Regions from separate parts of the Columba livia genome. Here region 1 is linked to region 2. A link is a contact called in public Hi-C data. All regions are on one chromosome and are shown on one strand. Each heading gives the region's core, a stretch centred on a gene start, on an enhancer-like site or on the middle of the called end of the contact. The rest is flanking DNA. Distances are from core to core; before and after follow the strand shown.

What was found. A called contact is a pair of places that touch in the nucleus more often than the background predicts.
Region 1: a Hi-C map of crop shows a contact between it and region 2, with 2.3 times the contacts expected there. The contact joins the enhancer-like site here to the promoter of NKX6-2 in region 2. A contact is called at or near these places in 2 of 2 Hi-C or Micro-C datasets (crop and liver).

What each region holds. Positions count from the first base shown.
Region 1 is chr6:561,062-566,343 of bColLiv1.pat.W.v2, reverse strand. The region is part of intron 4 of INPP5A (inositol polyphosphate-5-phosphatase A); the gene reads left to right. Among named protein-coding and RNA genes, the nearest start is that of INPP5A, 81 kb to the left of the region's middle. Within about 2 kb of position 1,598, at least 1 of the 3 cell types and tissues checked has an H3K27ac peak away from gene starts, as active enhancers do.
Region 2 is chr6:431,178-436,484 of bColLiv1.pat.W.v2, reverse strand. NKX6-2 (NK6 homeobox 2) reads right to left here and starts at 2,594. Exons shown (of 3, transcript XM_065066619.1): 1 at 1,794-2,594; 2 at 1,228-1,400; 3 at 1-413. The coding sequence starts at 2,208. The coding sequence ends at 165.

The DNA.
Region 1 (5,282 bases), core at 349-2,848, 130 kb before region 2:
CAGCATGATCGCTGGTAATTAATAAGCTTTGTAAAGCAAACACAGGTCAACATGTGCATGATAAATGGAGCTATTATTGTACATAGGGAAACAATTAATTTGTTGCTCCATATGGTCTGGTGTCCATTAACATGCCCTGCTGATAACGCAGACCAGAAAAGCCGCAGTAGAGTGCGGAGAGGTTTGAGCTTGTGTACAAAGGAAAGGATTCTGATCATCGGCGCACACGCCGATTTGAAAGTAGCGTCTTCCCGCCAGCTGTGCGTACCTGCGGGGCCGCGGGGCCGCACTCGCGTCGGATCCATTTTTGATGCTCATTAAGGAGGGAAATGTTTTCAGGTGTCAGTGCATATACTGCATAAAGTTGTCAACCATGACAATTTCACTGTGGTGTGAGAACAATGTTGCTTCGTATTTCCCAACTTAATTTTAAAAAAGCTCCCAAAGAACTCTGTTTGATTTCCTGTCTGAAGTTCCGTGCAGAAGAGCGATCTGTGAGCAGCACAGGCGCGTGGACCGAGCGCTGGGGCCGGTCGGCTCGTGTGCCGGTCGGCTCGTGTGCCGGTCGGCTCGTGTGCCGGTCACGGGCGGGAGAGCAGAGCGGAGCGGGGAGCACCGGGGGGGCAGAGCAGCCGGGGCTGCGCCGGCTCGAGGTGCTGTCTGCCCGGCTCTCTAAACACGGCCCTTTGCTTCCGGCCTGGGGCACTAGCTTTAGAATCGGGAGTTTTCATAATTATCAGAGCAAAAGTGATCAAGTCAGTAATAGTCAGTGTGTTTCCGTGTTAAAAAAAATACAAAACCAAAAACCAAAACCAACCAAAACAACCCCACACAACAACAAACCCAACCCAAAGCGAACACACACAACCCCACGCATGCAAACCAACGCGCTGGGCGTATGTTCCCCCACTTGTGCCCGTTGTCTTCCGAGTTCCGCGTCTGCCGCTGTTCTGTCAGGAGGAAGCTGGTCTTCATGCAGGCAGGTGGAGCCAGGGCTTCGGCTCGGCCTGCGCCGTTCCCGGTGCGTCAGGAGTCAGCAGTGCGGAATCAAACCTGCACGACTCCCTCAGCTTGCCTTAGTTGTCATTTAAAATTCTGTTTGGGATGGACTTAATGCATTTAATTTAAAAACTTTAAGTAGTTTAAGTTTAGGGGTTTTTTCTTCATTATTGTGAAAAGAATTTAATGTTCTTTGGTTACGGTTTTAGGGCCGTTCTTTTACCATTTCATCGAAGAAACTCTGTGATCTGATAGATTTTCTGATGAAATGCTTGAGACACCGTGGATGTTCGAATTGTCCTGAGATGCATTTTTCTTGAGAGCCCGTGGCAATCTGCAGTGTGCTTTTTAGAAACACTGATTGATGAATTCTGCTGTAATTTAAACGAAAAGTTAATAAGACAGGCCTACATGGATCTGGTGCGAGTTATTAGACCTGTAAGGCACTTTAATATATGCCATTTATTATTTAAAGAAGTGCAAGCCAAAAATGTTTCGTGTGCACTAATAAAAATTCCATATAATGATATCGGAGAACTTCCGGAAGTGCGGGGGTCGGAGGATCCGCCAGCGGTGTGCGGCGCGGGTGCGGGCGGAGCCGCTCGGCTCCGCGGGGCCTTGTTGCTCCCTGAGCGGCCTGTGCAGAGGGCGCTTTCCACGGTTCCTCATCCTTCACTTAAATCCATGACATTCGGTGTTTCGCTTTTGCTGTCTGCTTCAAGGAATCAGATATTGATGCTCTGGCCAGCGTTTTGCCTAAATCGCCGTGGTTTTTGGTGCGCCGGAGCCGCGGAGCTGAGCTCGAGCCCCGGCAGCTCGGCGCGTTCTCGGCTGGTCGGGCTGGAAATACAACCCGACTCTTGTGGCCGTCTCATAAAGTTTAAGGTTTTCTATTATGAAAATCTCCCTTTGAAATAATAAATGACTGGAGGCTGTCACGGCAGGTCTGGAAAGGCCAGCACGTAGGGTGGGCCGAGGTTTCATCTGAGCGTGGTTGAGTTTTATAGATCTATTTATGAGATCCAATACTGTAATGATGTAATTTTACTTGTCTAATAAATGTAGCTGTACAAGCGAAGGATAGCAAACATTTCCATTGTGACCAAAATCCTTTAAACTGCAGCCGCTTTGATCCTGGAGCTCGTGCTATTTAATAGATGCTGGCTATTCTTCTAACAATCACAATTATTTAAAGGGTTTTCAAAAGGGATAGAGCAAATCAAATAAAACAATTACTGTTGTATCTCATTCTGAAGTTAAGTGTATTTTTTTATGTGGGTCTTGTTTGGTGTCTCCTCCCAGTTTTCATCCATTATCACGATAATTGAGTTTGTAGCTGGAATTACATTTCTCAAATTGCGTTATCCCCTTCAGAAATTGGACAGGCGTCCTGGCGGGGCGCGCGCGTAATCCGCTTTGCCAGAGCCTCCCGTGGCACCGCGGCAGCAGGCTGAGCCGGCTCAAGCGTTTCCCTGTCACCCTGGACACGATGTAATTTCTCCTCAATCCCTTGTGCAAATAATGACATTTGAATCGAGCATTAACAGGCTTAATTACTTTAAAATTGTCATTTTAATTTACACTGATATAGTATTGATCATACAAGCAGAGATTAAGCTGTTCAGTGGAGCGGATGATGGGGAATTAAACATTAAAGGGTCCTCGTGGGGCTGAGAGGCCGCCCAGCAGTGCCAGAAGAGGAATGATATTTCTCCGTAATGAACTGGCGGCATGCAGGGACATGAATCTTTGCCCTACTGGAAAAAGGGAAATAATGGGGTTTGGGAAGCATTTGCAGGTTATTCATTCGCTGCCATGCACCAATTCTCCAGTGATTCATCCACCTCACCAACATTTATTTATCTAGCAAATTCAGGAGCGCTGACCTTTCTGCTAAGTACATTTAAATAGGACGGAGAGAAATATTTCAGGTGTAACTTTTTACAAATGTTAGTTATTGTTTCTCATTTCTGACTAATATTAAGCAGTTATTCAATCTGCCCTGCGTACTTGTGCCCGGCCGCGCACTTCATAAAAAGCTGCAGGTATTGCGGGATTCGATGAGCTCCTCGAAGTCCTTGACCTCACTTAGGTACAGGCTCATCTGCTTTCCTAAACCCGAATTAAAGTTAATTTAAAGCAAGCCGGCACAAGTTTATGTGGAGGATTTTACAGCGTGTACTCGTGAAATGACGGCTGATGTTGTGAAAGCTCCAACCCCAGCTGGTGCTGCTGGTGTGTCGTGAGCTCGAGACGGCCGCGCCGTCCCCAACGGCCGCGCCGTCCCCAACGGCCGCGGGCCTGGCTCCTCATCCCGGTGACGTGGATTCGTGTGAGGATTTGTTTGAAATGTCATTAGGAAACCACATGCTTCGTTGTTTAAAAATTGAAAATTAAATGGGGGTGCTAAATTATACAAAATCGAGGTCATGTTTCATATATGGCAAGCTCATTTTTTCCTGTGTTGAACGAGCAGGCTTGTGTTCCTCTGTGCCTCCCGTTTCGGTTTTGTGAGGGAGAACCAGAAGCCATCGTGTGACAAAGCAGGACCCAGGTGAGCAGAGCACCCGCGGTCCTTACGGGTCAGTGTCTCCTTTCTGGAAATGGACATCTTCCCGTAGGGCCGGTCACAGCCCCCTGGCTTCAGGTGTCAGACGTTATTCTGTTGGTAAATATAGGAATTCCTGAGGAAATCCCGTGAAGTCGGTAGCATCCGTGGGTTTATTAATGTAACTTTCTTAGGAGGTCATTTCCCTCCCGTGTAACAAAGTGAATGTTTCTGAAGGTAAGGAAGGTGATGCAGTGTGGGAGGTTCAGTTTTCCTGTTACTCATGTATTTGCGCACTTGAAGCAGGAAAGTGCATTCATTACAAATGTAACCTATTGGCAGATATAAAGGCATAGTTTTAGAATTCTGAAATACATAGAAGTGATTTGTTGGGTTTTTGTTTGTTTTTTTTAAAAAAGCGTGATTTGAAAGCTAGGGAAGAATGCTGTTTGTGGTCAGGAAGGGTGTTCTGGTGGGTTTTGCGTGGGGCGGTTCCGGTGCGGGTGTTCCCATGCAGCCGTGGGCACGGGCTCGTTTGCTGCTCGTTCTCCTGCGGGTTCGGCTCATACGGGTCTGGTGGGTTTTGTCTGTAGACATCACTGTCCTCGTGGAGTTCTTGATTTGCCAGGTACTTCTGTGACCGGAGTCCTTCCCTGGGAAGGGGCTGTTGAGCTGCGCAGATCAAAGTGCCACTGTGCATCGTGTGCCACGCTGTGCCCTGTGTCACCGCAGAGCGTGTCCCGTGTCGCCCCGGGCACGGGGCTGCCTGGCACGCTGTCCCCCGCCCGGTGACACGGGGCCGGCCCGGGAGGCGCCTGGGCAGCGGTTCTGTGCAGGAGGCAGGAGCGGCGGAGTGGGCCGAGCGGGGAGGAGGGGGACGCAGCCCCCAGGAGAACTGCAGGAGCCTGGCACATCTGGGTTTGTTCAGACAAGATGTCCCTGCACGGCGCAGGGACAGGTGGACTGACGCATATGAGCCTGTACAGAAAAGCTACACTATGTTTCAGATGTTTTCGGGATAATTTATATTTCCCATATAAGCTATCTGTAGAGGATAACATATAAATGATACCCTTGGAGAACAAAGAAATACATTGAATCATATTTTCAGCTGTGTACATTTGATCGCAAGTACTTACATTGTGTGCAGTATAAGCATGGTGTGACATACAGCCCCATACATTCTAACATGGCTGACAATTGCTGTGCTTTGCACACACATGGAGGACGTGATGCGGCCGCTCCCCATTCTCCTGGGCTCGGTTAACGTCCCATTTCCCGGGCACCGGGAAGAAGCGCGGTTCCCCGTCCCACCCGCACTCGGGTTCCGTGTGTCCTGTGAGCGGCTCCTGCCCAGTGACACCGGGTGTCTGAGCCTGGAGAGGGACAGGAGACCCCCACCCATGCTGTGGCTGATGGGTCTGAGCACACGGCGCTGGGGCTGATGGAGTTCCTGCGGCCGTGGGCGTGCGCGCAGACACGGTGTGTACACAGTGGTGCCCGGCTCTGCACAGACACGGTGTGTATGCAGACACGGTGTGTACACGGTGGTGCCCGGCTCTGCACAGACACGGTGTGTATGCAGACACGGTGTGTACATGGTGGTGCGCAGCTCTGCACAGACACGGTGTGTATGCAGACACGATGTACACGGTGGTGCCCGGCTCTGCACAGACACGGTGTGTATGCAGACACGGTGTGTACACGGTGGTGCCCAGCTCTGCACAGACACGGT
Region 2 (5,307 bases), core at 1,345-3,844:
AAAACCAAGAAGTTGGAAAAATTCCTCTGAAATTTACATCGATGAGAAGGAAAATAATTTCATAACTTATTCTGTAAAAAATATATACATTTCACATACATCTTAGGCTGTACAACACACCACTTTAAACACCCAGTTACAATTCGTTGCAGCCGCCGGTGCCCTCACAAGGTGTCCGAGCTGGTGCTGCAGGGGCTGACGAGGGACAGGTTCGTGGATTTGTGCTTTTTCAATAGCCTCGTGATTTTTTCGTCGTCCGAGTTGGGGTCCAGGGGTTTGTTGTATTCATCATCGTCCTCATTGTCCGAGCTCTCCTTCAGCTTCTCCGTCTCCGAGTCGTGTTTCTTCTTGGCCGACGCCATCTCTGCCGCGTGCCGCTTCCGCCACTTGGTCCGTCTGTTCTGGAACCAGACCTGGGCCCGGCCCGGGCTCGGCTCAGCTCGGCTCGGCCTGGGCCCCGGCTCGGCTCAGCTCGGCCGCGCCGCCCCCGCCCGCCCCTTCCCTTCGCTTGCCCAGCGGGGGCTCCGGCTGCCCCCGGTGCGGGGCCGCGCCGCCCGGACAGCCCGGGAGGATCGCGGGGACGCGCTCGGGTCACCCCCGCTGCTCCGGAACGGCGCCGGGCGACAATAAAAGCAGCGCTTTTGCAGAATAATCACCTGTTGGAAATTGAATGTGGTGGCCAGAAAAATCAGTATCTCTGGCTCCCCGTGCACGTCAACGCCTCAATGCGCCTGAGGACTTCGGTACAAAATTTGCGTGACTGTGCAAAGTGGAGTCGTGTCAATTGGCCTCGGATTGAAAGCAATCGCTTGCGGGGAGCTTTTTTGTTTGGGGGCTGGTTTATTGTGGTGTTTGGCGTGTTTTGGGTTTTGTTTTTTAACGTGTGCGTAGGATTTTGTTCTATGGATTTTATTTGGTGGTTTTGTTATTGCCGTTGGGTTTTTGTGCGCTTTTATTTTTTTTTTTGTTTCTTAAATCGTTTGCAGCACAAAGAAATCCAAGCACAAAATCAGTTACGTAGAGGTTGGCCTAAAATCCATCCAATACCCAAACGTAATTTTAATTATAATGGACTTTAAAGATATCCCTGTAGGATTGTAGAGATTCAACGGTCGCTGAAAATTACCGCAAAAACACAAGGTTACGTGCTGCCTCGGCAGCGAGCGGGAGGTGGCGGCCCCGACAGTCCGCGCCCAGCCCGGGACCCGCGGGGACAGACCGACCTACCTTCACCTGGCTCTCGGTCATCCCCAGAGAGTAGGCGAGCCGAGCTCTCTCCGGTCCTGCCAAGTATTTCGTCTGTTCGAAGGTTTTCTCTAAAGCAAAAATCTGCTGCCCAGAGAAAGTTGGTCGCGAATGTTTCTTCTTGCCGTCCTTGTCCAAAACCATCCCCGTCTGAGCTAAAAGCAGAGGAGAAACAGCTCCGTCAGAGACCGGGTCTGCACCGACGCCGCCCGGCGCGGAGCGGGGCGCGGGCAGCCGCGGGGCTGCTGGGGTGGCCGCCGCCGCTCGGCGCCGCTGGCTCCAGAGCACGGTTTGGTCCGGGGACATCTCGGGGCGCCGCGGCGGGCACAGGTGACCGGCACCGACCCGCCTTCGGGGTGCCGCGCTCTCCTGCCGGCCGGCCGCCCCGTCTACCGCGCTCTCCCACCGGCCGACAGGGCGAGGGGCCGCCCTGGCTCCAGGCTCGGCCGCCCGGAGGGGATCCCACGACTCCCGCCGGGCGGGACCCCAGGCAGGCTGCCCGGGAGGCACTGCGGGCCGCGCTCCCCGCCGGAACCGGCCGCACTTACCGGGACAGGCGAGCCGCGGGTCTCTCCAGGGAGACCCCTGCACCACTCCCGGCCAGAAAATGGGGGGCCGCCCCGGCAGCTCTGCCAGCGGCTTCGGGTAGCGGGAGACGGCGGCGGGGTTGAAGTACATCCCCGCCGATGCCGCCAGTCCGTTGATGCGGGGCAGCCCGCCTAAGAGGTTGCTGGCGGTGCCCACGGGCCGCCCCAGGATGTCGCTTATTCCGTGCGGCGTCCCCAAGGGGAGCTGCGTGTTGAGTCCGCCTAGGGCCGGTGCCTTGAAGCCGGAGGGATTCTGCAGGGTGTAGGGGAAGAGGGAGGTCTTCATCTCGGCCATGTTGTGCAGTGCGGCCAGCGGCGTACTGCTGAGGACGAACGCGCTCTGGCGATTAGCATCCATTTGCCCCACCGCTAACATTTGTGGTCATCAGCGAGCGCGGGTCCTTCTCCAACCGCGCCGGCAGCCGCTGTGACCCCGCGCCGGGAGCGCCGGCCGGGCGGGGAGGCCTCTTCTCCGCTGCAGGTTCACAGCGCCAGCAAGTACCCAAGTTCGCTGAAGTAGGAAAATCCCGGCGTCTCTCCACCCGGCCCCGCAGCTCGGCGGTGCGCACCGCGAACTTCCCGGCGGGAGCGCGGAGAAAGACAAGTCGGGGCAGAATAGCGGAGAGGGATCCTGGGGAGAACAGGCCCCGGCGGCTGAGGCACCGGGCGCGGGATCCGGCGGGAGGGGCCGGGCAGCGCTGGGCTCCGCACCTCGCCCGGTCCCGTGTCCCGGCGGCAGCAGCGGGGACGCTCCGCGCCGCGCCCCGGGGCGCAGATAACCGCGCGGGCACCTGCGGGCTCCGCGCCCATTGGGCGGCCGCCTCCCCGCGCCGGCTCCACGGCCCAATCGGCGGGCGGCGAGCGCCCCCACCCCGATACGTCACGGCCGGACCGGGCGGCCCCGGGCGCCGTGGGAGCGCGCGGGCCCGCACGTGGCCGCGCCACGGCCGACGGGACCCCCGCGCGCGCCCCGCCCGCCGCGCCAGCGCGGGGTCAGCGGGGTCAGCGCCGCCGGGGCCGCCCGGACCCGTCCCGGTGCCGCCCGGACCCGTCCCGACCCGCCCCGTCCCGTCCGGGGCCGCGGCGCGCTGAGCGGCGGGACCTCCGCTCCGAGTCCGAAGAGCTCGGCCCCGGGAGAGCGTCCCGCGGCATGGACCGGGCGGGCCGCCGAGCGCCGCTGAGGTGCGGGGGGACGGCGGCTTCGCTGCCCCGGGGCTGCCGAGCGGGCGAGATGCGCGTTCCCTCCCGACCCGCTGCCCTTCGGTCGGGGGTTCGGTTCCCTCTCCGGTTGCACTGCAGCCGTTCCCCTTGCGATAGAATCGAACGTTTAAAGCACAGCTGTAAGACTGATCTAACGTCCGGGGAACAACTGTTTCGCTCAACCTCTTTGTGGCCGGTTTTGCAACCGGCGTCGGAGCGCTCCCCCTTCCAGCCCGGCGGAGAGGGCTCACCCTGGGCTTTAAAAGGAAAAAGAAAGGCTGTTACATCATCGCGGAACGAAGCTCGTTCGTACAAATACAATTGCCACTGATATTCCTCTTAATCGAAAACATGCTTACTTGACAAGAAAATAAGAATACGGATTTTAGCTTTTTATAGAAAATAATTTCGGAAACGGGATTTATTGTGCGTTCTTCGCCTTACAACTGCCTTCTATGGTTTTGATGCATTGTTAACCAAGGAAAATATTAACCACAGTACGTGGGGCAGCAAAACTTTTCAAAGTGTTCAGAAAGTAAACATGAATCGACTTCATCATATCAAAACAATTATTAAAAGGCGCGTTCGTTTGGATGTGGTTATGTCTGTCGTCAGAACGGTTTGCAGGTGAGTAAAGTTTCATTTAACCCTAAACAACAGCTTTAATGTCAAAGTAAGTTTGGGAAGCAATTACTCGGGCTCAATCAGTGATATTTATTTTCGGTTGCTCTAACAGTCTGTGTGTTATTATATGCATCCTCGTAAATAGCTTAACGTATAAACGTGGAATTAAAAATCATGCAGCCCTTAAAGAAGCTTAATAAACGCCTCCGTTGCTTTTTCTGTGTTTTGAGCAGCAGCACTCTTGCGAGTAGGAACGGGTTCATGGAGCTCCCTTGACGAAGCTCCACCAGCTCTCTGTCCGGTCTCATTTCTGCAGCGCCCGCGAATCCCGGGAGGAGCCGGCGAGCGCCGTCTGCTCTCTCGTCCTGCGGCGCGGCGCAGCCTCCCCGGGCCGCGGGAGGAGGCCGAGGGCGGCAGGCGGGGCGCGACCCCCCGCCCGAAATCCGCGGACCCTCTCGGCGCTTCCGGGGCGCGGGGGCGGCCCATCCCCGGCGGGCAGGAGCCGCCGCCCCACCCGGAGGTTGCCTTGGTCTCTGCCGGTGCCTCCCCCGGTCGCACACCGCTGGGATTTCGCCCTGGCCTTCCCCGGTGCCGCCGCCCTCCCCGCCCCCGGTGCCGGTGCTCGGGGCAGTGGAACACAAGCCGGGGTAGCTGCGCGTCTTCCCGCCGAGCTCACCGCACCGCCCGCGCCTTTTCCGCCTCTGGATGCGAACTCTCCAGCACTGACCGCTCCGGCTCGGCTAACAGGCGGGAAGCCTCTCCGTCCCGCTCGGGCGGGGACCGGGCGCTCATCCACACACCGCACACAGCTGCCGTTCCCCGGGCACCAAGCCCTGCCGGGACTCCGCACCCTTGCACAGGACCGGTGGAACAGGGTAAGAGCGCGGCCTCCGCCACCAGCGCGTCGGCGGGGCAGGATCGGCTGCCTCCGTCCCCGCGTGGGCTGTTTGGCTCCCTGTGTCCCGGAGCCCCGGCCAGTGAGTCCCGAGGGGCAGGTCTAAGCTCCCGTCCTCTGGGTTAAAATTCGCGCTACAACAGCGCTCTGAGGCTGGCCGATAATTTATATCTGTCATCGGGGACGCTTGCTGCACGTTAATGGTACGTTTGTCCTGTCCATTGACTTTCCTGCAATCTGGTATCCCGATTTTTCCAGGTGGAAATACGTGTGGTTTATTTCTGTAGACCCCGCAGCGCGGTAAAACGCTTTTGTGTAATTTCTTCCAGCTCGCTCCGGGAACCCCGAGCAGACACGGCCCGTGCGGCCCCCGGGCAGGTCGCGCGTCCCCTCCCGTCCCACCGCTCCCTGATGCCCCGGGGTCCCCTCCTCTCGGACGGACTGCCCTACCTGCAGGGACCCCCAGAGTGCAGCCCCAGACGGCTGCCAGGCTGCCCCAGGTGCAAGCACCCCCTAAGTCGTAAGCAAAACCGTTTTCGGCTGCAAAGGCCGTGCCGCTCGGGGACGGCGCAGCTGCAGGGCAGCCCCTGCGACGGCTGCGGGCGACAGCACCGTGCGCTCCGCCGGTCCCGGTCCCGGCCCGCTGCCTGTTCGCCTTTGGCGCCCGGCCCAGAGCCCGGAAACGCGCCCGGCAGCCGCTGGTCTCCGGTAATCTCAACGAAACAAACCAGGGCTTCGCGCCTGAGAAACGGGCCG